Regions from separate parts of the Sus scrofa genome. Here all the other regions are linked to region 4. Evidence: chromatin contacts called from public Hi-C, HiChIP or PLAC-seq and promoter capture Hi-C data. All regions are on one chromosome and are shown on one strand. The core of a region is the stretch at or near the end of the contact, and the rest is flanking DNA. Distances in the headings are between cores, read along the strand shown.

What was found. Promoter capture Hi-C pulls out the DNA fragments that hold promoters and counts their contacts. A called contact is a pair of places that touch in the nucleus more often than the background predicts. HiChIP or PLAC-seq counts read pairs in DNA pulled down with a chosen protein or histone mark.
Region 1: a contact with region 4 is called in a Hi-C map of liver, with 2.8 times the contacts expected there. The contact joins the promoter of FBXL20 here to the promoter of PLXDC1 in region 4. A contact is called at or near these places in 2 of 47 Hi-C or Micro-C datasets (liver and skeletal muscle).
Region 2: a Hi-C map of skeletal muscle shows a contact between it and region 4, with 3 times the contacts expected there. The contact joins the promoter of CWC25 here to the promoter of PLXDC1 in region 4. A contact is called at or near these places in 4 of 47 Hi-C or Micro-C datasets (liver, mesenteric adipose tissue, skeletal muscle and 1 more).
Region 3: a contact with region 4 is called in a promoter capture Hi-C map of fetal liver, with 2.7 times the contacts expected there. The contact joins the promoter of PIP4K2B here to the promoter of PLXDC1 in region 4. A contact is called at or near these places in 2 of 5 promoter capture datasets (fetal liver and liver), 1 of 47 Hi-C or Micro-C datasets (skeletal muscle) and 1 of 2 datasets of contacts at active chromatin or transcription factors (skeletal muscle).
Region 5: an H3K27ac HiChIP or PLAC-seq map of skeletal muscle shows a contact between it and region 4, with 2.6 times the contacts expected there. The contact joins the promoter of CDK12 here to the promoter of PLXDC1 in region 4. A contact is called at or near these places in 1 of 47 Hi-C or Micro-C datasets (heart right ventricle) and 1 of 2 datasets of contacts at active chromatin or transcription factors (skeletal muscle).

Annotation. Positions count from the first base shown.
Region 1 is chr12:22,871,774-22,876,747 of Sscrofa11.1, forward strand. It overlaps FBXL20 (F-box/LRR-repeat protein 20), which reads left to right and starts at 1,622. Exons shown (of 17, transcript XM_013979813.2): 1 at 1,622-2,509. It overlaps MED1 (mediator of RNA polymerase II transcription subunit 1), which reads left to right. Exons shown (of 20, transcript XM_021067050.1): 20 at 1-647.
Region 2 is chr12:23,296,075-23,300,870 of Sscrofa11.1, forward strand. It overlaps CWC25 (CWC25 spliceosome associated protein homolog), which reads left to right and starts at 1,976. Exons shown (of 10, transcript NM_001244652.1): 1 at 1,976-2,181; 2 at 4,628-4,796. The coding sequence starts at 2,164.
Region 3 is chr12:23,313,516-23,318,769 of Sscrofa11.1, forward strand. It overlaps PIP4K2B (phosphatidylinositol 5-phosphate 4-kinase type-2 beta), which reads left to right and starts at 3,598. Exons shown (of 10, transcript XM_021067062.1): 1 at 3,598-3,942. The coding sequence starts at 3,784. CWC25 (CWC25 spliceosome associated protein homolog) reads left to right here. Exons shown (of 10, transcript NM_001244652.1): 9 at 364-525; 10 at 1,294-1,930. The coding sequence ends at 1,408.
Region 4 is chr12:23,071,482-23,076,286 of Sscrofa11.1, forward strand. PLXDC1 (plexin domain-containing protein 1) reads left to right here and starts at 1,811. Exons shown (of 14, transcript XM_021067058.1): 1 at 1,811-2,084. The coding sequence starts at 2,009.
Region 5 is chr12:22,829,114-22,834,435 of Sscrofa11.1, forward strand. It overlaps CDK12 (cyclin-dependent kinase 12), which reads right to left and starts at 2,282. Exons shown (of 18, transcript XR_002337130.1): 1 at 603-2,282. MED1 (mediator of RNA polymerase II transcription subunit 1) reads left to right here and starts at 1,292. Exons shown (of 20, transcript XM_021067050.1): 1 at 1,292-1,406.

The DNA of each region.
Region 1 (4,974 bases), core at 372-2,871, 200 kb before region 4:
GTCAAAACCTGCTCTGATGTACATGAAGATTCCAGGTTCAAAATCAGTGTCTTAAAACAAGTATTGTAGAGGTGGGGGAGGGGTTAAGCAGGATATAACTGCCAAACTTAAGATTGGTGACTCTTAGAAAGATTTACCTTAAGGCCTGGGTCTGAAAATTTAGTGCAGCACTCTTGTGAATTCTCAAAAGAATCTTTCCAGGGAGCCAGTGAGTCACAGTATCCAGTTGAGTCACTTAAAGCAGACGCCAGTATAGGAAACTCATTATTCACAATCCCTAGGTAATCTCATATTTGTTTACCTTTTTAAAAATCCCCTTCCCTCCCTTATTTCTACCCTTGAGTTAGTTTTTTGAGGGGTAGGAAGTATTTAACATCTCAGAAGCTAGGTTGGGAAACATGCTCAGCTGTAAAAGCTGAGCTTTAAATTTTGAGTTTTAAAAATGTACATCAGGAGCAGTTGGGAGGGGCTTTTCTAAAAAAAAAGTAATCTTTTAAATTTGATTTTCTGTGTGTATGGCCGTTCTGTAAATACTTTGGGGTTTTTCATTTTTTTGAAAGTAGACAAAATCTGTGGGATTTTTTTTCCCGAAACATTACAGAAACCTGTTTATTTACATGCAAATAAATTTCTTTGATAAAAAGCAACATGCCTATGTGTAATAAATTTCTAACTTTTGGATAATTGTTTATTCAGCTTTTTAAAAGTCCAATCAAAAGTATTTTAAAATAACAAAGGAAAAACCTTCCTTGAAATGTGTAACTGGAAAGGATAATTAGGGGAACAGAACTGTGAAAGTTTTCTTCATTTGATTTACCTGCTCAAGCCAGTTTTACTATCTTTTACAGGCCTTAGTCACCAATTGTATCAATAGTTCTTGCTGGGAGAAAAGTTCTGTTAGATGCAACAAAAGGCTGTTTTTATATGGCTGCAGTAAAGCAATCACATTAAAAGTATCTGGGACAGGAGGAGGCTATAACATCTAGATCTGGGTTTGTGGGCCTGAGAATGAGTTACTGAAGCTGGGTTCCTGGGTTCTTTTCTAGGGAAAAAAAAAGTGCTTTCAGAGTTGGGTAATAAGCCTTCCAGCTACAATACGCCTTTTTTTTTTTTTTTTTTTTTGGACTTTTTAGGGCCTCGCCCGTAGCATATGGAGGTTCCCAGGCTAGGGGTCTAATTAATCAGAGCTGCAGCCACCGGCTTTCACCACAGCCACAGCAATGCCAGATCCATGCCACGTCTGCAACCTACACCACAGCTCACGGCAACACCGGATCCTTCGAGGCCAGGGATCGAACCCGCAACCTCATCGTTCCCAGTCAGATCGTTAACCATTGAGCCATGACGCAAACTCCAAATATGCCTATTTTAAAAGATCTCCAGCACAATTTGCTCTTACAGAACTTTTTTTTTTTTTTTTTTTTTTTTTTTTTTGGCTTTTTAGGGCCAAACCCGAGGCATATGTAGGTTCCTAGGTTAGGGGTCCAATCGGAGCTACAGCTGCTGGCCTACACCACAGCCACAGCAACGTCTTATTCCAGCCTCATTTGCGACCTACACCACAGCTCATGGCAATGCAGGATCCTTAACCCACTGAGCGAGGCCAAGGATCAAACCCACAGTCAGATTTGTTTCCCCTGCAGAACCACATCTCTTAATCAGACAAGCCAGTTACTGAAAGTACAAAGTAACAGGGGTATGAAAATAAACTCATATCTGCTTTGAAATGCAATTGTAAGTCCAGCCAGCACTGCTAGAATTGATGATATAGTTTCCAATGTTTCATATTTGGGATATAATTCCGTAGTTTGTCGCTCTAAGTGTAAACTCATTTCTTAATTCATGGAAGTCAGATCATAAATTTTGAGACTTCAAGGTTTGAGGGCTGGTGTTACTAAAGTACATATTATCATGACACATCCAGCTTCTATAGAAGGAGCCTGAGTCAGAATGAATGTTACTACTGGGCAAGCGCCCCCGCCTACTCGTTCAGACACGCTTGTTTCTCCCGCCAAAGTGGCGTCAGGATCAGGATCTCACCAACCAGAGCCCTGATTGGAGGGCAGGCAGGCCCTAGAGCCCATTGGGTGCCAGCAGCGGTCGGAAAGCAGAGGGGCGGGAGAAGCCGAGGCCTTTCTGCCTCACCCGCCCCCACCTTCACCAAAGCGTGCCCCTCCCCCAGCTAAAGGAATGGTCGCCCAGCTCCAGCACTGCACCCCTTGACCCCAAGGCACGAGGTGCGGCCTCGCCGCATATCCCCAGAGCAGAGGGCAGCGCAATTACCCCCTGTCCTTCTAAACCATGCACAAGGAGATCCACTCCCCGCGGCGGCCCCCTAGGCCTCCCTGCAACACCCGGTAATGCAATCCACGGGGGCGGGGAAGGCGGTGGCGGCGGCGGCAGCGGCGGCGGCGGCGGCATCAGAACAGCCCCAATCTAGAGACGGCCAGAGAGGAGAAAAATGGCTCCAAGCAGGGACCGCCTGCTGCACTTTGGGTTCAAGGCTACAGTGAGTGATAGGGGAAGGGAGTTGGGTGTCTGGGAAGGACATGTGTGCCAGCGCAAGCTACCGGGAAAGCGACAAGACTGAGGGGGCGGGGGAGGACGAGACAGCTCAAGTGCTTGGTGGGTTGGTGCGTGCTGTTTGCCCGCGGATGGGAGAAGGGGGGCTTGGGCGCTGTGTGCAGTTGTCCTGCTTTCCTCTCTCTCACTGGTCTGCGAGCACGCGCACACTCGCTCCCGCCCCACAGCCCCTCCCATACACAAATACACACACAGACATATAGACACTTCCCTGCCTCTTCTTCTTGCGGTGGGCTTGGCGGCCTTGGAGGCGAGGGCGGGCTCACGCCGCCGCCGCCGCGCTCCCGGGCGGATGGTCGCGGGCTGCGCCCCGGGGTGGGGGAGGGGTGGTCCTGCGCTGCTGCCGCCGCCGCCGCCGCGCGCTCCTCCTCCTCCCCCTCCCCACACCGTTCCGAGGCCCGGGCGGTTCTGCCCAATGAGGAGCGGCGTTGCTGGCAGGTGGGGAGTGTTTTTGTTTTGGGTTGAAGTTGAGGCGGAGGAGAGAGAAGAGCTAGCGACAAGCAGTCGTCGCCACCGCCGCGGGAGGCGGAGGAGGCCCTGCGGGATTCAAGAGGTCTCCCCTCCCCGCCGACGGCTCTTGCCCGCCGTTCCTCTGCCTCCTCCCGGTGCCGGAACTCCCGGGCCTGCCCCGGGCCCCCAGTCTTTGCCCTCCACACGCCGCAGCGCCCGGCCCCGGCCGCACCCGCCGGCCCCATGAGGAGGGACGTGAACGGAGTGACCAAGAGCAGGTTTGAGGTGTGCGCTTGGGGGTGGAGGGGGCTAGGGCGGCGTGAGGAAGGCGATTCCCGCTTTCATGCCCCGAAAAATTCGCTCCGCACCGAGCCTCCTCCTTTGCCTGGCGCCGTCATCCCCAGACCGCTGGGGCTGCCAGACTTCTCTCCCCTTTCTCTCGATCTGAGAGCCCAGTGCAGCCCAGCTTCCTTCGTCCTGCGGGCCGATCGCCTCTTACTATTTTGCTGGCGGGCCGGGACCGAGGATTAGCTCTGGCGCCCTAATTCCCCCTCCCCCCAGTATCACTCAGCTTTCCATTCTTTCTTTACACAACCTTTGGCGTGTCTCCCTTCACTCGGCAGAAAAAGCATCACAGCTCTGATCGACCGGAGGGAGCTTGTTTTCTTTTTGCCACCTTCGAGGAGGAAATTATGAGCCAGGGGGCTTATTCTCCGAGTTTGAGAGACCTTGGTTAAACTAGGGAAGTGGAGGTGGGGGACTGAGATGGTGGAGACGACCACGGGTTTTCGGTGCTGTGTTAGGTTAGGGTATTGTTCTGATACTTCCTCTTCTATCCCGTTTAGTCTGTACTTTTGTTGCTCATTGTTTCTGGGAACTCTTCGTTGTGTACAGGCTTTGAGATTGGGACGAAGGTCTGAGAGACTTAAGAAAATCCATTCAAGTCTCTTTGTCTCTAAGAACTTTTCCTCTGGCGAAAGAGATTTATAGTAATGGAATTAAGAAATGGGTGAGGAAATAAAACATCTGAAAGCGTCTTGAGAGTAGTCAGCTTTAGGAAGTGACTCCTTTTGAAAGTGAAGTATTATAACGACAGATGAATTATAGTAGTATAGTAATATACGGGAAGACCCATTGGGGGAATAAGAGAGAGAAAGAAACTTCTACAGCAAGAAGAGTAAATGTTACCTGGCCTTTTTTGGCAGAAAATCAGGCTGACCCGAGGTCACTCACAGCTCAGTGTATCTCACTTGATGTTTTCCTTCATTTCCATTTTAAGGATGAAATTGTAAGACGGTGAGACAAAAGTTTTAGGAAACTTGCCAGCTAGGTTTAGAGGGTGAAATTGTTACCTAAGGGTCTTAGTCTATTCCTGATTTCGGTTAATGCTTTTGGAAAATATTTTAATTTACCCACAAAGATCGAGACAGGAAGTGTTTGGGGGAGTTTAAATTCAGAGCTTCAGAGGTATTGTTGCAGGCCAGGAGCGGAGAAAATCAAGGAACTGGTCTCCTTAGGGTTTTTTTTTTTTTCCCCCTTAGGGTTTCTATGTTTATCTTAATCGTGGGAAAAAAGTATTATAGTAGATATGTTTTGGTGTTTATGCTGCCCTTGATAGCTTCATATTCAGTATTACTGTAAAAATTTAGACGGTCCTTAAAATAACTGTATAGAGGAGTTCCTGATGTAACACAGTGGGTTAAGAATCCAGCTTTGTCACTGCAGCGGCTTGTGTCCCTGCTTTGGCCTGGGTTTGATCCCTTGCCCAGGAACTTCCACATACCGAGGGTGCAGGCAAAAAAAAAAAAATATTACTCCATAGACATTTAGCAGTTAACAAAAATCTTCAAAGGGAAACCCAAATACTGAAGTTTTGAGTGGGAGATAGTAGCCTTTTGCTATTGCAGCCTGTTCTTTATCAAGCTGACTTAATTGACATTC
Region 2 (4,796 bases), core at 726-3,225, 220 kb after region 4:
TAGAGATTTAAACCCTTGTCGGTTGCATTGTTTGAAACCATGTTCTCCCATTTTGTAGGTTGTCTTTTTTTTTTTTTTTTTTTTTTTATGGTTTCCTTCCTTTGCTGTGCAAAAGGAGCTGCAGATTTCTGATACCTGCTCTTTCCTCTATGTATGCTTTAGCAAAAGTCACACAGAGAGAAATCATCACAAGAGCTACTTGGTAGGGCAAAATGTCATGAGTAAGTGCTGGAAAAGCAGGTTTGGAGTTGTAGGTCCAGGCATGCTTCCTGAACTTGGCACAGAACTTGAACAAGCACACCTCTGTTGTTGTCTGAGCACTAAATGCAGCTGTTGTTTTCTTGGGGATGCCTCTGCCTGGGTTTCGCATGTATCATGACCTGACCATTGGATTGTTTGAGCATTTGTTTATTTTCTGTTCTCCAAGTAACATGTGATCTCAGTGCTGGCACACAGTAAATACACAACAAATATTTATTGGATGTTTTTGCCTCTATATCCTTTCATAACTGAGCAAAATTTGCCTTTTCATGGATGCAGTCTTTCACCTTCCTTTTTTTTTTTTTCCTTTTCTTTTTAGGGGTGCATCCGCAGCATATGGGTCATATAGTTCCATATAGCCATATAGTTCCCAGGCTAGGGGTACAATTCAAGCTACAGCTGCTAGCCTACACCACAGCCACAGTAACACAGGATCTGAGCTGCGTCTGTGACCTACACCAGAGCTCAGGGCAACGCCAGGTCCTTAACCCACTGAGTGAGGCTGGGGATTGAACCCTTATCCTCATGGATTCTAGTTGGATTAATTTCTGCTGTGCCACAATGGGAATTTCCATTTTTTTTTCTTCTTTTTTTGAATATTCATCATCTTATATAGATACAAAATAAAACAAAAATATTTTTCATTGTGATGAGAACTAAAGATTTACTCTCTTAACTTTCATATATAACTTACATTAGTGTTAATTATATTAATCATGTTTATACATTACATCCCTATTACTTTTTATTTTGTAATTGGAAGCTTGTAGCTTTTGAATACCTTCATTCAATCCCCCCCCTCCCATCCTACCACTGGTAACCACAAATCGGATCTTTTTTGCTGAGTTTGTTTTTGAAGTGTAATTGACCTATAACACCATGTAAAGTTGCGGTGCATAATGCTGTGATTTGATATTTCTATTTATTTCAAATTGATCGCCACTGTGATGCTATTCTATCTTATTTTATTTTTTTTGGTCGTGCCTGCAGCTTGCGGAAGTTCCTGGGCTAGGGATCAAACTGGCACCACAGCAGTGATCCGGCCGCTGCAGTGAAATAAGTGGAGACAACTCATTTCAAGTTTGCTAAAGACAGAGTGCAGCAGCTGGGGAGAACACATGAGGTCTCTTTTTTCTTTTTTTTAAGCATCAATTGAGCGTATCTAAAATGATGATGACAAAGAGCCAATACTTGGGATAGAGGAGAGAGGGAGGAATTAAGTAATACCAGATGTGAGGGGTGGGATCGCAGCGGATGAACAGCCAGGCCTGAGGTAGGAGGGATGCCTCTTCCATCATAAACGTTAGGGAAAGGGGTAAACTGGCAGAGTCTAAAGGTTTGGTGCAGGGAAGCTAATGGTGTTTCGATGGTTTCTAGTTAACTCCGTAAAATAGGCCTAGAGTAAGGGGGTTGGCTGTGAGTCGAGGTTTGAGGAGAGTGCTCATTTGAAAAGACGTTTGGATACCTCGGGGGGCTAGGCTGGGGTTGGCGAGGTAGACCCCCAAGTGCAGTTCCACAGGGACGCCATGGTGCGCTGACCAATTGCCAACCGACACGTCCACGCCGCTTTAACACACGGTTTGGAATGTCCGCTGAACGGACAAGCTGCGGCGATGAAAATACGACCACAAATCCCGCGATATCACGGCCGCAACCTGCGAAACTGCCCGTGACGCTACCGCTACGCAACGCGACAGCGCGTATTAAAACGTCATGATCCTGCGACGCCGTCGCCGCAATGGGACGCCCTCCCGGAAGTGGGCTCTGGATCGGGCAGTGAAAGTGGTGTCCAGTTACCCCCGGGACCAGATCTGGGAAGTCGGAGCTGAACTGTTTCTTTACCTTTCTCCCATCCTTTCTGAATCTTCTAGGTCCGCCTAGTGAGGAAACGTCTCCGCCGTCATGGGGGGCGGAGACCTGGTAAGTGAGGGAGTCCAGGGCGCGGGGGAAGGATGAGGCCGGAGACTGGGCTGGGGACGGAAATTGGCGGGGGTGGCAGTGGGTAATCATGGCAACGCTGCCTTGCTTTCAGGGAGAGGGAGCCATAGTCCTGGACAGGGGAAGGATCTCTAAGGCTATGGAGGGACCGAGTGGAGACTTGGGAAGATGTGCGAAGTGGGTCGTCAAGGATGGCAGGTCATTGTTTGCTGGCAGAGAGACCTTCTGGCTGGAAATTCTGGGAGGGCCCTAGGGCAGTTGGAATTGTGGCTAGGAAAGGAGGCAGGTATGTAGGACGTGGCGCATAGACTTTGTTTTGTGTATCTTGGGATAGGATACATCTCCTTTCCTCAGCTAAGAGTTCAGTCATGTCCTGGGCTGTAGTAGGGATGATTTGTGCCCTATTCTCCTCCCTGAGCCATGTCCTGGGTCCATGTTAAACTTGAAGAGATCTTTAGATTCATCTTTCTTACTTCCACTCTTACTTCAGTGCTGTATTCTGATCTGTAGTGGCAGAGCTTCTTTTCTCAATTTGTAGCACTTAATATAAGTTGTATGCCTATTTCTCTTAAATTGTATAGTACATTCTAGGGGGCTAGGGCCCAAAATTGGACAGATGTACCCACAAGAGCATGGTGCAAGGTCAGAAAAATGCTAATCTCCTGAATATGTAGCTAATTGAATCAGCAAATAGATTGTTTAGCCACCTGTCCAGTAGCTATGTTAGCATTTGTCAGTTCTTACCAATTAGGATGAGTTCCAAGATACCGTCAAGGTTTGTCTAATTTAGTGCCTTCAAGTAGCTGCACTTAAGGATAGAAAAGCTGTAGTCCAGAGTTTCTCAACCTCAGGTTGACATTTTGGGCTGGATAATTCTTTGTTGTGTGTGTGGCTCTGTGCATGTAGGATGTTTAGCAGCATCCCTGGCCTCTAGCCTCTAGATGACAGTAGCACCTTTCTCCCCCACTTGTGACAACCAAAATTATCTATAGACATTGCCAAATGTTCCCTGGGAGGCAAAGTCACCCATATTGAAGGCCAAAGAGGAGGACCATTGTGATAAGAGGGAAGGGTGGAGGAGGAAGGAAGGCCTGAAGAGCCTGATGTGGGGAAAGGGAGGACAAGAAAAGAAAGAAAAGGAAGAAGGAGCCCTCCTTGACTGTACACCTTTCACATGGCAAGTACCTTGTGTCCATTTTCTCATGTAGACTTATTAACTGGGAGTTCCCACTGTGCCTCAGTGGGTTAAGAACCTGATTAGTATCCATGAGGATGCGGGGTCAATCCCTGTCCTTGCTCAGTGGGTTAAGGGTCTGGTATTTCCAGGAGCTGCAGTGTAGGTCACAGATGCAGCTCAGATCTGGTGGTGCTGTGGTTGTGGCTTAGACCTCAGCTGCAGTTCTGATTGGCCCTAGTGTGGGAACTTCCATATGCTGTAGGCGCGGCCCTAAAAAGAAAAAAGAGAGAAAAAATAGACTTATTAACTGGTCTTCTGGTCTTCAATCTTGGTCCTCTCCAATCCATTCTTTACATACTAGACTGGTTATGCCTCTCACCTGCAAATGAATGTTTAGTCTTTTCTACTGTCAACAGGATAAAATCCAGTTCCTTAAGCCCCTTAATCTGTTGCTTTCCTAGTTGGCTTCATCTTGAGCCCCTTTTCCGTCAGCTTGCTCCCCGGTATCAAGCCATACTGAATTATTTGTACCATGTTCTTTCTTACCACTGGGCCTACAGCTGTGTGTGCTGTTACCTCTGGAAATCTACCTCTTCCTCCCCTCTTCCTACATCACCAGGCTCATTTATAATTGTCTTTAGATGACATCTCCTCCAGGAAACTTTCCTTGGGGGGGAAGCTGAACCAAAGTAGTGGCTCATGGGGAGGGGGGGAGGGGAGAAGCATTCTTCAAGGGTGAAGGGGAAGATCAGATCCAGGGGGGTGATTCTTGGGAAGGAAGGTTGAAAGAGGTACTAAGTGGGGTTGTAAACCATGCAAGTTTGAGGAGGGTTAAGTGGACTCAAGGAAAAGAAGGTTGTGTTCATAGAAATGAATGTCCAGAGCCAAAGGCACTTGAGTTATGTTGCCTTTTAGCATCTGTACCTTCCCAGCTCCCTGCCCCATTCCTCCTGTGTGGTCCTCACCAACCCTCACTTTAGTCATGGCCAGTAGAAGTCAGACTCATGTACATTTCAGATTAGAAGTATTTGAAGGGAAGGCAGGAAGGGCCCGTTTTATCCTGAAACTTTAAGTTCTTGAACAACCATATTCCACTCCCATCCCTTGTGTGCCAGCCTTGCCATCGTCAAAGATGTCTTGCCCTTACATGCCTGCTGTGGCACGAATAGAGGAATGGGTGAGTCAGGGTCAGTTATCCTCACCACCCATCCACTCCCTGCATTGTTTTCTCCCTCCTTTCATTAACCACAGAATTTGAAGAAGAGCTGGCACCCGCAGACTCTCCGCAATGTGGAGAAAGTGTGGAAGGCTGAGCAGAAGCATGAGGCCGAGCGGAAGAAGATTGAGGAGCTTCAGCGGGAACTGCGGGAGGAGAGGGCTCGGGAGGAGATGCAGCGCTATGCGGAGGATGTCGGGGCTG
Region 3 (5,254 bases), core at 2,348-4,847, 240 kb after region 4:
GCCAGGGATCGAACCCGCAACCTCATGGTTCCTAGTCAGGATTCGTTTCTGCTGTGCCACGTCGGGGACGCCTCTTGATTAATTTTGAGTTTATTTTTTGTCTTGAATATTTCAGCATAATCATGCCAGAGATCGAAAGTCACTAAAAGTCTTAAGATTGGGGTGAAACCACCTGACCAGGATGTTGGGAAGGAAGGAAACTCATGCTGAGCCTGGCACTGGGCTGGGCGTTCCCGCGGGAAGAGAGCGGTGGGCTGGAGAACCCTCGCTCCTCGCTCCTGCCTGCTTCCTCCTCTCCCCGTGGTGTTTTTCTTTGGTTGCTGGGAGAGAAATAGACCCTCGGGTGGTGGTTGTCTTCCACAGAAAGCTCTCATCGGAGGAGCTGGAGCGAAAACGGCAAGAGATGATGGAGAACGCCAAGTGGCGGGAGGCGGAGAGGCTCAACATCCTCAAGAGACACGCCAAGGACGACGAGCGCGAGCAGAGGCTGCAGAAGCTGGACTCTCGGGATGGCAAGTTCCTCCAGTGAGTGCCTCTGTTCCCTGCCTCACGGCTTTCCTGGCGAGGGTCCCAAGGAGGCCGTCGGGCCGTGGGTTCATTCGTTTTGTTTCCAGTGTTTCTGAGTCTCTACAGAGAGGACGCGGAGCTCAGCCTGCAGACATGTTCGTGACGACGCCTCCCGGCTTCTGGCCAGACAGTGGGATGTTTTTCATTTGAGGGGAGGAGAAGTGAATTGGTATTTGCACTGAATCTCTTTGGCCTTCTCCTAAGAACTCATGGCTTAGGAAGCCGTTTTCAAACGAGGCTTGCACTTCTTTTCCAAACCAGAGAACATTTCCCTTAGAAATTTATAAAAAACCGAGTTTGGGATGGAGTCCCTCGAAAGTTATCTATGTGGGCTTTTTTTTTTTTTCTTTTCTTTTTTCGGGCTGCACCAGCAGCACATGGAGACTCCCAGGCTAGGGGTCCCATCAGAGCTGGGCCTACACCAGCTGCCAGCCTACACCACAGCCACAGCAACATCAGATCTGAGCTGTGTCTGCCACCTACAGCACAGCTCGCGGGCAATGCCGGATCCTTAACCCACTGAGCGAGGCCAGGGATTGAATCCGCAACCTCAAGGTTCCTAGTCCGATTTGTTTCCACTGCACCACAACGGGAACTCCTATGTAGGCTTAATAGAGCTTGTGTTCCTACAGCTGCTTTACAGCTCACAGCCTGTTCTAATTCTGCCAGATGGTTGACCGGGCGACAGATGCTTGTTACTTACTGTCACCTGTCCTCTCTTCCTAGCCGCATGAAGCTAGAGAGCGCATCTACCTCCTCTCTGGAAGATCGGGTGAAGCGGAATATTTATTCCCTGCAGAGGACCTCAGTAGCTCTGGAGAAGAACTTTATGAAAAGATGAAAGCCATCGCCTGTCTTGCTGGTTTTCCTGAAGTTTTCAGGGAGGCTGCTGACCCCTTACAAATTCTCTTTATAAGAGTTCAAATGGCTTCTTCCACAGATGTCAAACCACCACTGTTCAAAGTGACTGTCCCCCGTGGATCGCAGAAACAGCCCATTTCTTTTGAGAACCCGTGTGACTTGCTCTATGGGACCCTCGGTAACTTTTGCTGGGTGCAGAGCAGATGTTAACTTTTTTTTGTTTTTTTTTTTTTTTTAGTGGATGGGCACTGGAGCATCTCGGGGTGAGCACTCATGTTGCTCTGGAAGCCTGCTCCCCATGGTCAGGGTACTTTTTATTCCTCTTCCCTCCACCTGTGTGAACACCCCTATACTACCACCTCAGTATAGACCGGACCTTTTGGAAGCCTCTCTCCCCAAAGCCACTCAGGTAGAGCCCAGGGAGTGACAAAGAATCTGGAAGGGAAAACAATGCAGAAAAGCCCTGTAAATGAACTATTGAAGTATTTGGACTTTTTCTCCAGCTGTAAAGCATAGTGTGTATATGTACAAATGTATATTTTTTCATGCTTTTAAAAAAAGAAGTTAGCTTTGTGAGAAGATCTTGTTTGGTAAGTGACTTTACTATGTAATAGGACCACACTGTATCTTGTCATCCAGTAACACAGTAAGGCAGGTCAGCTTTTCTTTCCTCTTTGAATCTGGCTAGTTTTGGAGGGGCCTGGGTTTATTGATAGGACGTAGGGTATCAATCCTTTTACACTGCTTAGAGTCTGCAGTGTGGGCAGTGCAGTGTTGAAGTCAGATGATTTTAGGAGTCAGGACCAAACTGCCAGTATACTCCTTGGCTCTTAAAAGAAAATAAAATGGAAGCTGTTTATTTCATGGCTTCCCTTTTATCATGTAGTAATCTTATTACAATTCTAGATTTTCAGGTGTTGTTTGCTATTATTTTTTAGTCAGGTATTAAAACAAAAAAACAAAAACCACCCAAACTCATGGGACCAGTCTCCTATCTCTACCCCTTTCCCTTTACTTCTTTCACCAGAGGCTCTCACTCCATCCAGGAGGTCCTAGGCACTGCTGACCCACACATTAGCTGCTCTAGTTCCTTGTTCTGCTGATTCCTAATTCTGCCTAGAACGAATCTGGGTTTATATTTTTGAACACTTACGATTCCAGAAACTATCATGCTTAAAACTCAGTTTTTCTCCAGAGAGAAGGTGACATACACTTGTCATTCATTTCATCACCTTATCCTGCCAGGGTTAATTATGTCTTTTATTACTTGGTAATAAAGACCACATTTATTTTTTTCCTAACTGTGTAAAGAGCAACTTAGGGTGAGTACCGAATTCCAGATTCCGATACAGAGCAATATTGATCCGCAATTTGTATCCAATATGTGGAGTCTCAGTTCGAGAGGAATTATGTAACAAAGCGTGGGCGGTTTACTCAAAGGTCTCATCAAGTGGGCCAGAGAGTAAGAAGATTATAATTTTCTGCTGAAGGATAGGTGTCTTAAGGTGCCAGCCTGCACCTTACCCCGAGCCTTTGGCGGGAGGAGGCCGGCGGCCGGTGGGTGGGAGCGGGACCCATTCATAAAACCCAAGGCTCCCGGCTGGCTCCTCTCATTGGCCCTGGGGGGAGGGGGCGTGTCCCGCGGGTGGCGTGCATCCCCGGGGTCCAGAGGAGTGGGAAAATCCACGCTTGGGTGGAGCGAGGGGGCGTTCCTTGCCTTTCCGGGCAGGACCTTCTTTTCCCCTCGCAGTGTTCCTTCTCTCTCCCCCGGGGTGGGGATGGTACGTCCCACCCCCGCATTCCCGCCCCTCCTCCCCTCCGGAGCCGTGGCGCTGCCGCCATCTTGGCACGTCAGGTTGAGGAAAAAGCCAAACCCTGGCTTTGGTGGGCCCGGACAGGGAGACCCTCCCGCGGTAGACAGCGAGACCTACCCAGTCCTCCTCCCCTCCCTGCTCGGGCGCGGGATTCTGAGGCACGCGGAGGCCGGCCCCGTTCCTGTCAGGCCCGGGGAGGAGGGGCGGGCCGGGCGGCCGCTGCCTCCCCGGGGTGGGCGGTACCACCCAGGCAGGGAGGAGAGGGCCCGGTGGCGGCTGGGCAGCTGTACCGCCTGGGGGCGGGGTGCGGAGCGGGCGGGCGGGCTCCCTGGGGCGGGGCGGGGCGGGGCGGGGCAGAGAGGGCGGAGCGTGGGGAGGACGGAACCACCGGGGCGGGGTGGGGAGGTAACGGGACGGGCGCGACCATGGCGCGGTGAGGGAGCGGGGGTGGGGATCGGTCTGGGGGAGGCCTGGGGCCGCTGGCTTGTGCGCCGTCTCGGTCGCCCCCCCTTTCGCCGCCGCCGCCGCCGCCGCCCCGGGCATGTCGTCCAACTGCACCAGCACCACGGCGGTGGCGGTGGCGCCGCTCAGCGCCAGCAAGACCAAGACCAAGAAGAAGCATTTCGTGTGCCAGAAAGTGAAGCTATTCCGGGCCAGCGAGCCGATCCTCAGCGTTCTGATGTGGGGGGTGAACCACACGGTAACCAGCTCCCCCGCGCGCGCCCCTCCGAGCGCGGCCCCGTGCGCGCTCACGCCTCCCCCACCCGCCCCCAGCCGCCCCGGGCCCTCGCCTGGCCGGCCCTGCCAGTAACGCGTGCACCCCCTCGACAAGCCACTTGCACGCCCACCCCGCCCTTGCACGCCATCCCGGCCGGGTGTGCCTCCCTGCACGCCACGCGAGGCCTGGTGCCTCCGACGGTGGTGTGCCGTCGCGTCCTCCCCTTCCCTCCAGCCCCTCAAGCTTCCTGCGTCTGGCAGCGGGCAGCCCCTGGAGCGCAGAGGGAAGGCCTGGGTGGGGTGGAATGGCTATCATCCTCTCCTCTCACCTCACCCCGTTTGTTGCATTTGTTCTCCCCCTTCTTCCTTATAATTGGCTGCCTAGCTCACTGTCCAGTTGACAGGGCAGGTGGCATTGGCCTACCTGAATAGTCCTCCGTTTCTGGTCGTTTGATGTGGCTGCTCAAGGTTTCCCCATCCTCCAGACCTCTTTACCCCTGCCTGGAAATCCTCCTCGGGTTTCTTTTCTTCTCGAACAAGATGTATCAACTGGAGAAGCACTGGCTTCCTTGGGCCACAGATCAGGGTCTTCCTGGGTTAGAGAGAAGGGGGAATAACCATTAGAGAAGGTGAGGCCTGCTTTTGAGGACTGTTCATAGTAGGAATAACGCATCTTCCTGAATTCTATGGCGATCGTGTCAAAGATGTTGACTTTTCAGTTACTGCGCTTTCTATTGTGTGGTCGGGAGAGTGTGGTAATGGATAGTGATTATGATGAGAGAGAGGTTCTTTGGGTCCTTGGGCTTCTTTGAGATTGTCCAACTGCTCCCGTTAGAAAGTTGGGGCCCTGCCCAGTATTTGAGTTAGAGGACTTTGTGTCGGTCCTGTTTGTTTGGGGTCTTTCTTTCTCTTCCAACTACTTGTTTCTTGCATTTCATTGTGCGTCCTTACTTCCAGAAATGAGCAGAGGAAGTTAAAAAACCCGAAATACCAACTGCACCAATTCAAAGTTTGGAATGAAGAAAGTGAAGCTAATGGCTGGAGTTTCTTGTGGATATCAGTTCTTTAGGCTCCGTGACTTTTCGGAGCACTTGAAATTGCCCACAAGACCAACTGATGACAGAGGAGCCCAGGGCCAGCAAGACTTTGAGCTTTGCTTTACAAGAAGAGCCGTCGGCTGGAGATTGATAAACTGTAGTCTCAGCCGGGGTTTTAGATCTTTACCTCTACTGCAGAAAGGCACCGTGTGTCTGGTGAGGTCTTTGTTGATTTCATGGTCTTGGGCCGGTTCAGTA
Region 4 (4,805 bases), core at 561-3,060:
GGGGCAGATGAGGATTGAGAGTGCAAAACATGGAAATTCTAGAGCAGTGGCTCTCAAAATGTGGTACTGGGAACAGCACCACCAACTGGGAACCTGTTAGAAACGCGGATTCTCGGCCTCAGCTCAACTATTGAGCGTGGGGGTGGCGCCTAGAAACCTGTGTTTTAATAAGCCCTCCAGGTGATTCTGATGTACACTCAAGTTCTGGAAGTTTACACTTTTAAACATTTGATGCGTCATTTTCTCCTAATTATTTGCAAGCTGCTGTTTCAGACTGAGTCCTCATAAGAGACCTTTTAAAACAGACCGCGGGGCACCCGGTACGAAGAGATCAGTGCCGGAGCCGGAATTCCATCCTGGGACCTCTCACCTTGACCCCTAGGAGTAGGAGCGAAGATCTGTAAAACTGCCTGCCTGGCATCGGACCTCGTGGGCAGGGTCGGGGCAGGGCTGGAAAAGTGAGGAAAACCGCAAAACACGCGCGTTGCGGCTCGTCACGCGGCCACTAGAGGGCAGCAAGAAGCCACAGCTGGGGGCAGCAGCCTTTTTGAACCTGTGTCTGCAAAATCTCAATTTAAATTAGACAACAAGAAGAACTTACAGACAGACCTCGTGTTGTCCCATTGTGAATGCATAAGGGCTTAGGGCTGGAGGAGGTCGCTTCTGGGACCCTGGGTCCTGAGGAAGGAGGAACTGGCATTCTGAACTTTTAGGGAGTCTAGTTCTCGTTTCCTTCTCTGGTCCCCTCTTTGTCTCAATGCCAGGCAACCCGCCTCTTCCAGCCCACGCTGTTCCTCCTCCAGACCCCGGGCACACCCTTTTCCTGGGGGAATTCCCTCAATGGCGCTCACCTCTGCGTTGTCCAGTCCCTGGGCCCCAGCCTCATATATGTCAGGGTGCCCCCCTCACCGCTCACTCTCTCACCATCCAGCGCCTGAGTTCCATGCCATCGCCCGAAGTAGGTCGGGGAGCGAACAGGTACCTCCGTGTCCTGACCTGATTCCCTGCTGTCTATTAAATCTCCTAAGTTGTGGGTATTTTTATTCTGCTCTGGAAGGGAAAAAAAAAAAAAAAAGTGATCTATCCCTAGAGCCTGTTATAAGTGGTGGCAGTTGGAGTGAGACGTTTCCTTGCTCTGGGGCAGGCTTTGGAGAGTGACTGTGTTGGGCCGTAAGGAGGCCTGGGGTCCCTGAGAGGAGGGTGGCTTCGGTCCCCTTCTGGGTGTGGGGAGAAGTCCAGGTTATTTCAAAGTAGGGATGAGCCAGGCCCCGTCCATCCCCGTGTCTGCTGGCCTGGGGGACCAGAGGTTGCTGGCAGTGGGAGATGGGGGGTGGGGGTGGCGGATAAAGTGGAGAGGAGCCATGGGAGGGCGTGGACTCCAGGCCTCTGCAGCAAGGGGAGATTCCTGGGGCGGGGATGGGTATCTCCGAGGAACAGCCCAGAAAGTCGGGAAATCTGGTAGAGCTGGGTCGGGGGTGGATGATAGCAGCCCGTGGTCCGAGGAAGGGGCGCGCGGGTTCCTTCCTCGGATTTGGCCCCCTCCAACCTTTGCTTTGCCGCCCGCTCCCCGAGGAGTGGAGGAGGGGAAGGGAGGCAGGAGCTAAGGTGCAGTGTGGGGGCGACCGATGCTCTTTGCGGGGGGTTCTCCCAGCCCAGGGGGCTCCCGCCCGGTCCCCCTCCTCCTCCCTCCGCACCTCCCCACCCCCGCCTCGGGTGCAGCGGCAGGAGCTCTCGGGGCGCGCTGGGCAGAGCTGGGAGGACCCGGGGCGACCGGGCGAGCTCCGGAGGCGCCCCGCCCCCGCCCCGCCCCCTCCCGGGTCCCGGCCCCGCGAGGCTGCTGCGCCCGCTCTCCGCCCGCTGGCTGGCGCTCGGCGGCTCTCGCTGCTCGCGGGCCCCGCGATCCGCCGCCGCTCCGCCACCCACCCCTCCGCCTGCCAGCCCCGGGGACCGCGCTCCCTAGCCCGGGCCGGGGGCAGCTGCGGGCCGGGGGCGGGTCCTGGCCCCCACCATGCGGGCCGAGCTCTGGCTCCTCGTGCTGGTGTTCAGGGAGGCTGCCCGGGCGCTGAGCCCCCCGCCTGGAGCAGGTAGGACTGGCCGGAGTTGGCCCGGGTGGGCCAGGGGGTCGGGGGCGCTGGCAGGCAGGCAGGCGGGGGCATGGGCAAGACCGGGCAGGCTGGCGATGTCCGGGACGCGGGGGATAGTGTCTGCGGGAGGCGAAGAGCCCTGTGGACTGTGGCAGGTGGACAGGGACCCCACTTTCCTAAACACACGGGGTGTATGTATGAGTGAGGGTGGAGGCGCCAGACACTGATGCCCCGATCTCTCCTTCCCTCCTGGAGGGACCCCAGGAGCGGGGGAGCCATAAGGCAGTGAGTGGGCTCTGGCTCCAAAGGGGACAGCGGGAGAGTCCTAGGGACCCCCGGTCACACCGGGTGAGGCTGAATTCTGATGAGTTATGGAGTCTGGGGGTGCCTCCTGCCCCAGTTTTGCCTCCTTTTCCTCTTCCCTGCCCCCACTCGCCGGCTGACCCAGGCTGGGGGCTGGGTGGGAGCAGCCAGAGGGATGGAGGAGACCCAGCATCTCTCCTCCAACAAGGGCAGCAGGAGCCTAATGCCTTCCTCTCTCTGGTACTTGGAGAGCAGCCCTGGGCCCAGAAAGAAGCAAGTTGCTTCTTTCCCATCCCCTGGCCTCCAGGGTCCTCCTGTCACTCCTGCTTTGCTCTGCCCTGGTGGCTCTTGGCCTTTAGCTACCCTGGCTCTAACCTGGGGTTGAGGGTGAGCAATCCTATCTTGCACACTCCCTCTTCTCCACCGCAGTTCACTGCAATCATCGCTCCCACTTGGAAGTCCTTTCTGAGCTCTGCCTTGAATCTCTCCAGTTATAAAAGGAGAACTGTTTTTTTAACAAATAATTTTACATTCTCTTCTTTTCTCCTCATGCACCCAGACCTTCTTTGGGGCTGGGGAGGTGGGTTATTGGGGAGCCCCTTGGCATAGATATTCCTGGAATGGGATGCAGGAGGTGAAGGGCTTGGCAAGGGGGTTGCTGGGGTTGGGCTATTGTGTCTCGGGTGTGCTGGCATCAGACACAGTGTCAGTGACAGAGTGCTTAACTTTAAAAATCCCTGAAGGTAGTTGAGACACGCCTGGGTCCCTGTTGAGAGGGAGGGTGTGGGTAGAGGGCAGTGGAAGCTGATGAGGCTGCTGGTGCAGAGCCACCAGTTTTCAGAGACCACACAGAGAGTGGCCAGAGACTTGGCTTCTAGTCCCAGCATCTCACTTGCTGTGCGACCTTGAGCCAGTTACTTTCCTTCTCTGGGCCTATTTCCTCTCTTACAAAGTGAGACTGTGGGCAAAATCTTTGCCTCTGGGTGGTGGGATTATGAGAGATCCTTTCTCCTTTTTATGATTGGCTTTCCTTTTCAGAACTGTTACGATGTGTTTGGAGTAACTGAAAAAAAATTAAAATCGATATAGAAAGGAATGGGTGGGGTAGGTCAATTTTTGAGGTTCTTTGCAGCCCCAACCTGGTGGGAATCTTCTGAACTCAGAACGTGATCGGGTTGATGAGAGAGGGCTTTGACTCTGACTGAGTGGGGAGAACCATGGAGAGAGTCGGGGAAGAGGGTCTTGTGGGGGAACGGAGATATGCTGAGAGCAAGGGAACAAGGTATGCAGGCCTGGCTGAGGGCTGCCTGTTCAGAGCTGGGTTGGAAATAGCAGATACCTGGGGAGGCCAAAACGAGGGCGCAGGCAGACACTTGAATCCCATCTCTTAGCAGAGGACAGCCTGTTGTCTCGGTTTGGACAGAGATTCAGCCAGGAGAATTGGACTTTCTCTGTAGCAGCAGAGGTTGCTTAGACCTAAGGAAGCTCTAGGAAGCCAGAGGGGGCAGCTTTGACTCTCTGTGCAGTGCTTTTTTTTTTTTTTTTTTTTTTTTTTTTGCATTTTAGGGCTGAATCCACAGCATATGCAAGTTCCCAGGCCAGGAGTCAAATCTGAGCTACTGCTGCCAACCTACACCACAGCCACAGCCACAGCAACACTGGGTCCAAGCCACGTCTGTGACCTACATCACAGTTCACGGCAACATGGGATCTTTAACCCACTGAGCGAGGCTGGGGATCGAACCTATGTCCTCATGGATAGGAGTTGGGTTCGTTACCACTGAGCCACAATGGGAGCCCCTCTGTACAGTGCTTTTTTTTTTTTCACAAGGACAGGCTGGATTTGAGGGGGACCCCTGTGTGGAGGTAAGAGGGTGTCCTCCGAGGAGAACAGAAGTGGGGGTGGGACATTCTGGGGGTGGGGTGCAGCTGCTAAGAAGGGACAGCCTGGCTCTGATGGGTGGTGGAGCCCTGGTGACTGGTGAAAGGGCAGTTGGGAGCTGATGGCAGGAGGCTGCCATCCAGCCCCAAGGCTCTGAGTCCTTTGCCCTGTGGGGGTGGGGGAGGGGGCTCAAGAGGGAGCTGAGATCCCCCTTACTCTTGATGAATTCGCTTTTTTTTTTTTTGGTCTTTTAGGGCCCCATTCCCTCGGCATATGGAGGTTCCCAGGCTAGGGGTCAAATTGGAGCTGTAGCTGCTGGCCTACACCACAGCCACAGCAACGCCAGATCCTTAACCCACTGGGCAAGGCCAGGGATCAAACCTGCATCCTCGTGAATACTAGTCGGGTTCATTACCGCTAAGCCCCAGTGAGAACTTCCCCCTTAGTCTTGGTGAATTGGCTTGTTTAGTGGAGCCTTGAAATGTCATTTATCTTAAAATGGGAGCAGGAGAAAGATGAGTGACGCAGACAGAGTC
Region 5 (5,322 bases), core at 1,032-3,531, 240 kb before region 4:
AGCTATACCATCAGAGGGAAAAGGACTAATCGGCTGAATTTTCACTAGAAACATCAGATAAAAGAAGATAGGAGTCCTGTATAAGTTATCAAAAAATTATCAATTAGGAAATAAACTTATGGGTTTGGAGACTCAGTGGATAACACAAATGATAGATGACCTAGGCAAACAGCCTTGAGACAATACAAATGAAAATTTGTAACTTCTTACTTCTTTTTAATCAGGCTCAATGAAGCCTAAAGCACTAATACTAAAGTGATTTTTAAAATTTTAAGACAAGGCAACCCAAATAGCTGGGAACCAGTATCAATCCGATGCAATGAAGTAAGCAGAAGCCTATGATTTTACTCACAGACGCTTACAGCTGAAGATCCCACCACTGGAAGTACCTACCTTTAGCAGCAGTAGGCATGTGAATACTCCTCCACCTCTCCAATTCTGGGTTAAGAAGAGACCAGACTCACCTACATGATGACTAGTGAAGCCAAGTGTTCTAGTCAATGATCAATACCGGGAACTTCAACAGAATGTTAACTTCTCTAATAGCTCCTCACAACCCACCGTAAGAAAGAAAGGACTGTTAGACAAGACAAACAGCTCACCTGGGGAGAGGACTCCGGCTCAGAGACCGCTTGCTCAGGAATGGGCTGCTGGACCGCCTTCGACCGTAAGGGCTTGGTGATCTCCCACTGTAAGAGCCACTCCTTTCATAGCTGGATGAACGTCGCCGGCTATAGGGACTCACGGACCTCTGTCTTCTACTGTAGGGACTGGGTGACCGGGTGCTGGATTGGTAGGCCGAAGGCTCCTTGTAAGGTGGGCTGACGGACTGCCTTCTTGAGGTACTTCCCGGACTCTTCTTGTAGGAGTCATAATTGCTAGAAGTGTGAGATCTTGGGGGACTAAGGTCATAATCTTGGCCATAAGAAGCTCCTGACGGGCTATCATCTTGCTTGGGGCTATCCAACCATTTCCGGTGGGGACTCCTGGACCTCCGTTTGGGGCTGTCCACTGTTTTGTAACTTTTGGGTGTTTCCCTTTTCCGATGACTTTTACTCCGGTCTTTGTGCCCAGACTTCAACTCACGTTCTTTCCGGGTCTTCTCCTTATGGAGTTTGGATGACCTGGATTCCTTGTTGCTGCTGCTTTTGGAGATCTGCGCCTTCCCATGGTCATCATTCTCCTCATTTGAACGCTTCGAAGTTCCTGATACCCGGTCCTTCATCGATCCCGACTTGCTAAAGGTTTCCAGGTTTTTTTCTTTCTCTGTCTGTTTAGTTTTTAGTAAGTCCCGGGAACGTCTGTGCTGATGGTGACGGTGTTTGTGCAGTCGGTCACTCCGATCAGTCCCGCGACGTTCATCATTCTCCCTCCTGTCCAGTTTGAAGGCCATGTCGTCAGAGAAGGTATCAGAATCTGAGCTAATGTCATCATACTCCACCAAAGGTTTGATAATTGTACCCAAAGGTGCTGCTTCGGGGGTCACCAACCCCATGTCTTTGGAGTGCTTGGACTTATGCCGCTTGTGCTTCGACACCAAGCGGTGACGCTCTCTGCTGTTGGAGCTGCCACCTCCCGATGACGGCTGCAAAGTTCCAGAAGCTCCTCCGCTCCCGTCCTTCTTGCCCCCATGTCTCTCTGGATTGGGCATTCCCTTTCCCCAGGCCTCAAAAAGGGGAAAAAGTTCCCCAGCACTCCAAAAAGTAACCCCCACCCTCCCCCCCAACCCCAGCCCCACGCCTACAAAATCACCCCTACAAGGGGGTGGGGAGGGAAGGGACGGTAGCCCAGGCTCCTCCTCCCTCCCGACTCCTCAGCACCCTCCTACATGAGGTAGGGGGTGAAGGAGCCAGAGAAGAAATGAGAGTTCCTCAGCAGTGGAGTTGTGAGACAACGGACTGCCGCTCGAGTCTGTTTCCCCTCCAACTCCAGCCGAGCCAATCCTCAGGCCTAGGCGCCCAGGAAGGAGGTCGAGGAAGTAGGAAGCCGGCGGCCCGGGGCTGTGGGGCCGACTCGGGCTCTGGGGCCCTGTGAGGACTGCGCGGGCCCTTCCCCTACCCGGTAGCCCGGCTCGGGGCGGCTTCCTGTCGCTGGGGTCCCGCGACCTAGGCGCCTCACACCCCCTTTGTCCCTCGCTCTTGAGGGAGCCCCGTTTCTAGCTTCCGCCTCACCTCAATACCTCACACACTCACTCGCTCCCTCACACAGACTCACAGTCACACACTAGGTTAAACCGAAACGGCACTTGGAGGAGCGGGGGGAGGGGGGTAATCCCGAGAAGTATCGCGAGAATATGCCCAACTCTCGCGGTACTTCGTGCTTCTCGTTCACCTCTCGCGGCTGCTTGCTCAAACAACGCGAGAGCAGGTCCCCGGCCAGAAACGCGTTCCGCCAGATTCTCGCGATAAGATCCCGGCTTCCCATTCGAGCAAAGCTTTATTGGGTCTAGGATGATCTTTTAAATTCAAAACTTTATTAATAACTCATTGAACAAAAACGTGTTCTCAGGCGCCAGCGCAAACTAATTTTTGCATGCTTTGTAACAACTCTCAAGTACCAGGATGAAAATAATGTCAACAGAACAAAGGACAAATGTGAGGACATTTCAACCCAAGTCCCTAAGTGTTAACAATTCTTCCCACTTGTATATACTACTACGTGCATTATCTCTAATTCTCTATTTCTCATACTACCCTGCAAAACACGATTTCCTTATCCCTATTTTACCGATAAGGAAACCCAGTCTCAGAAGAGCTAAATAACTCACTCAAGGTGACAAAGTTGGTCCATCAAGGGCCAAAAAAAGAGATTCAAATTCTTGTCCGACACTATACTACAAGCTCTTTCATTGTGTGGCACTAACCCTTTCAACTGCTTAAAGACTTGAATGCTCATCACCTCTTGAGATCATCTTATGACTCTTTAGGAATCATTTAGCCTTTTATTTTCACAGAGGATTATAATTACAAACAAGCAAAGCATAATATTCATGAACGAGACAAAAATCTTACACTTCCCTTCCTTTTTATTTTTCAAAACTCCTTAGCACATATTAACTCATTCCATCTTCACAACTTTCCTCTGAAATAGGGTTGTGATAGTGAGAAGACTAAGGCACAGGGAAGCTAAGTGACTTGTCCAGGCTTTCTCATTGTTTACTTCAGTAAACATGTATCTGTAAGACAAAGTTCCTTCTCTGTGTAACAGTGCCACTGAGGGTCCTCAAGTAGAATATGGACAATGTACTCATACACAAGAAGATATTAGGTGATATGTTCCCTTGTGGTGCAGTGGCTTTAGGACCTGGCATTGTCACTGCAGTGACTCAGATCGCTGCTATAGCAAGGGTTCAATCTCTAGCCCAAAAACTTCCACATGCTACTGGAATGCAAAATAATAATAATAATAATGTGATAAATGTTCGAAGAATATAAGAATGATAAACAGCAGTGTGAAGTTTCAAAAGGAGATTAGGAGTGATAAAAGAAAGCATTATAAAAGTAGGACATTTAGGGAGTTCCCATCATGGCACAGCGGAAACAATCCAACTAGGAACGATGAGGTTAGGGGTTCTATCCCTGGCCTCGCTCAGTGGGTTAAGAATCCAGCATTGCCACGAGCTGGGTAGGTCGCAGACCCGGCTCGGATCTGGCGATGCTGTGGCTGTGGCATGGGCCAGCGGCTACAGCTCCAATTGGACCCCTAGCCTGGGAACTTCCATATGCCATGGGTGTAGCTCTAAAAAGATTCCCCCCCAACAAAGAAGTAGGACATTTAGGAGTTACCTCTGGGGTGCAACCAGATTGGTGGTGTCTGTGCAGCATCAGGACACAGGTTCAATCCCCTGCCTGGCATACTGATCTAGCACTGCTTCTTATGATAGGTTGCAACTGTGGCAGGGATCTGATCCTTGGTCTGGGAACTCTATTTGATGAGGTGGCTAAACAAGAAAAAAAAATGGGACATTTGAGTTGGCCCAGGAAGAGTACATAGGATTTGTATATGCAAAGAGGGGAACACCAGCCAGTAGGTTAGAAGCCAGAAAACATTTTGAATGAAGGCAGAAAAGCTGACTCTCAAAATCACTCCCTGGAGGTGTTCATATTGCTTGGATTACATGAGTACCAAAAAAATTTTACCTAAATGTTTAAGTCCACATATCTTGATAAAAAAAAAAAACTTTTTCATGACAACTTTTAAATAATCTATGGAAGTAAAATTAATACTATCAAGAAAAAAAGAAATAAGTACTGGAACTCAAGTGTGGTAACTCCCAATTTATTGCTGCAAGAAGGCCTGGATGTAAATGTCTCCACCAGTGTCTGACATAATGGCAGATGTCATGGGACTTAATGGATAATTAGATTAAATGACTGGCCTACTTTATTAAACATTGGCATGAGTTCACCAAAATTATTCCCATTCTTTTCCTATCTTTTAAATGAGATCATAAAGCTCCAGCTGTGGCCTCTCAGGTTAAGGATCTGGCATTGCCACAGCTGTGGCTAGGATTCAATCCCTGGCCTGGGAACTTCCATATGCTTCAGGTGTGGCCAAAAATAATAAATAAATAAGATCAATTTTTGACACAGAGTGCACCCACAATCCACAGTAAAATAGAAAAGGGGGGCAGAAGATGGAATTGTGGAGTTCCCTCTGTGGCTCTGCACTTAAACCTGATTAGCATCCACGAGGACGCAGGTTCAGTCCCTGGCTTTGCTCAGTGGGTTAAGGATCTGGCATTGCTGTGAGATGTGGTGTAGGTCGAAGAGGCAGCTGGGATCCGGCATTGCCATGGCTGTGGCATAGGTGGGCAGCTGCAGCTCCAATTTGACCCCTAGCCTGGGAACCTCCATATGCCCTAAAAATACCCCCCCCAAAAAAGCAGAAGCAGCAGATGGAATTGTGATTATGTGTCAAATCTTGAAAAATAAAATTCATCACCCATGAGCTCCTGCTGAAGTGCAACGAGATCCGTCATCACTCAGGAGCACTGGAACACAGATTCAACCCCTGACCCCACAGAGTGGGTTAAAGATCCAGTGTTGTCCCAGAGACACAACTGTGGCTCGGATCTGATCCCTATCCTGGGAGCTCCATATGCCCCAGGGGGGTGGCCAAAATATGAAAAAAATAAGTTCATCATCCAAATTAATTCATCATTCCAGAAGTGGAAACTTTCTTTTTGTGCGTGTGTTGGTTTGTTTTGTTTTGTTTTTTTCTTTTCTGCTGCACCCATAGCATATGGAAGTTCCTGGGCCAGGGACTTGAATCCAAGCCACAGCTCCAGGAATAATGGACCCACCATGCTGGGTTGGGGAT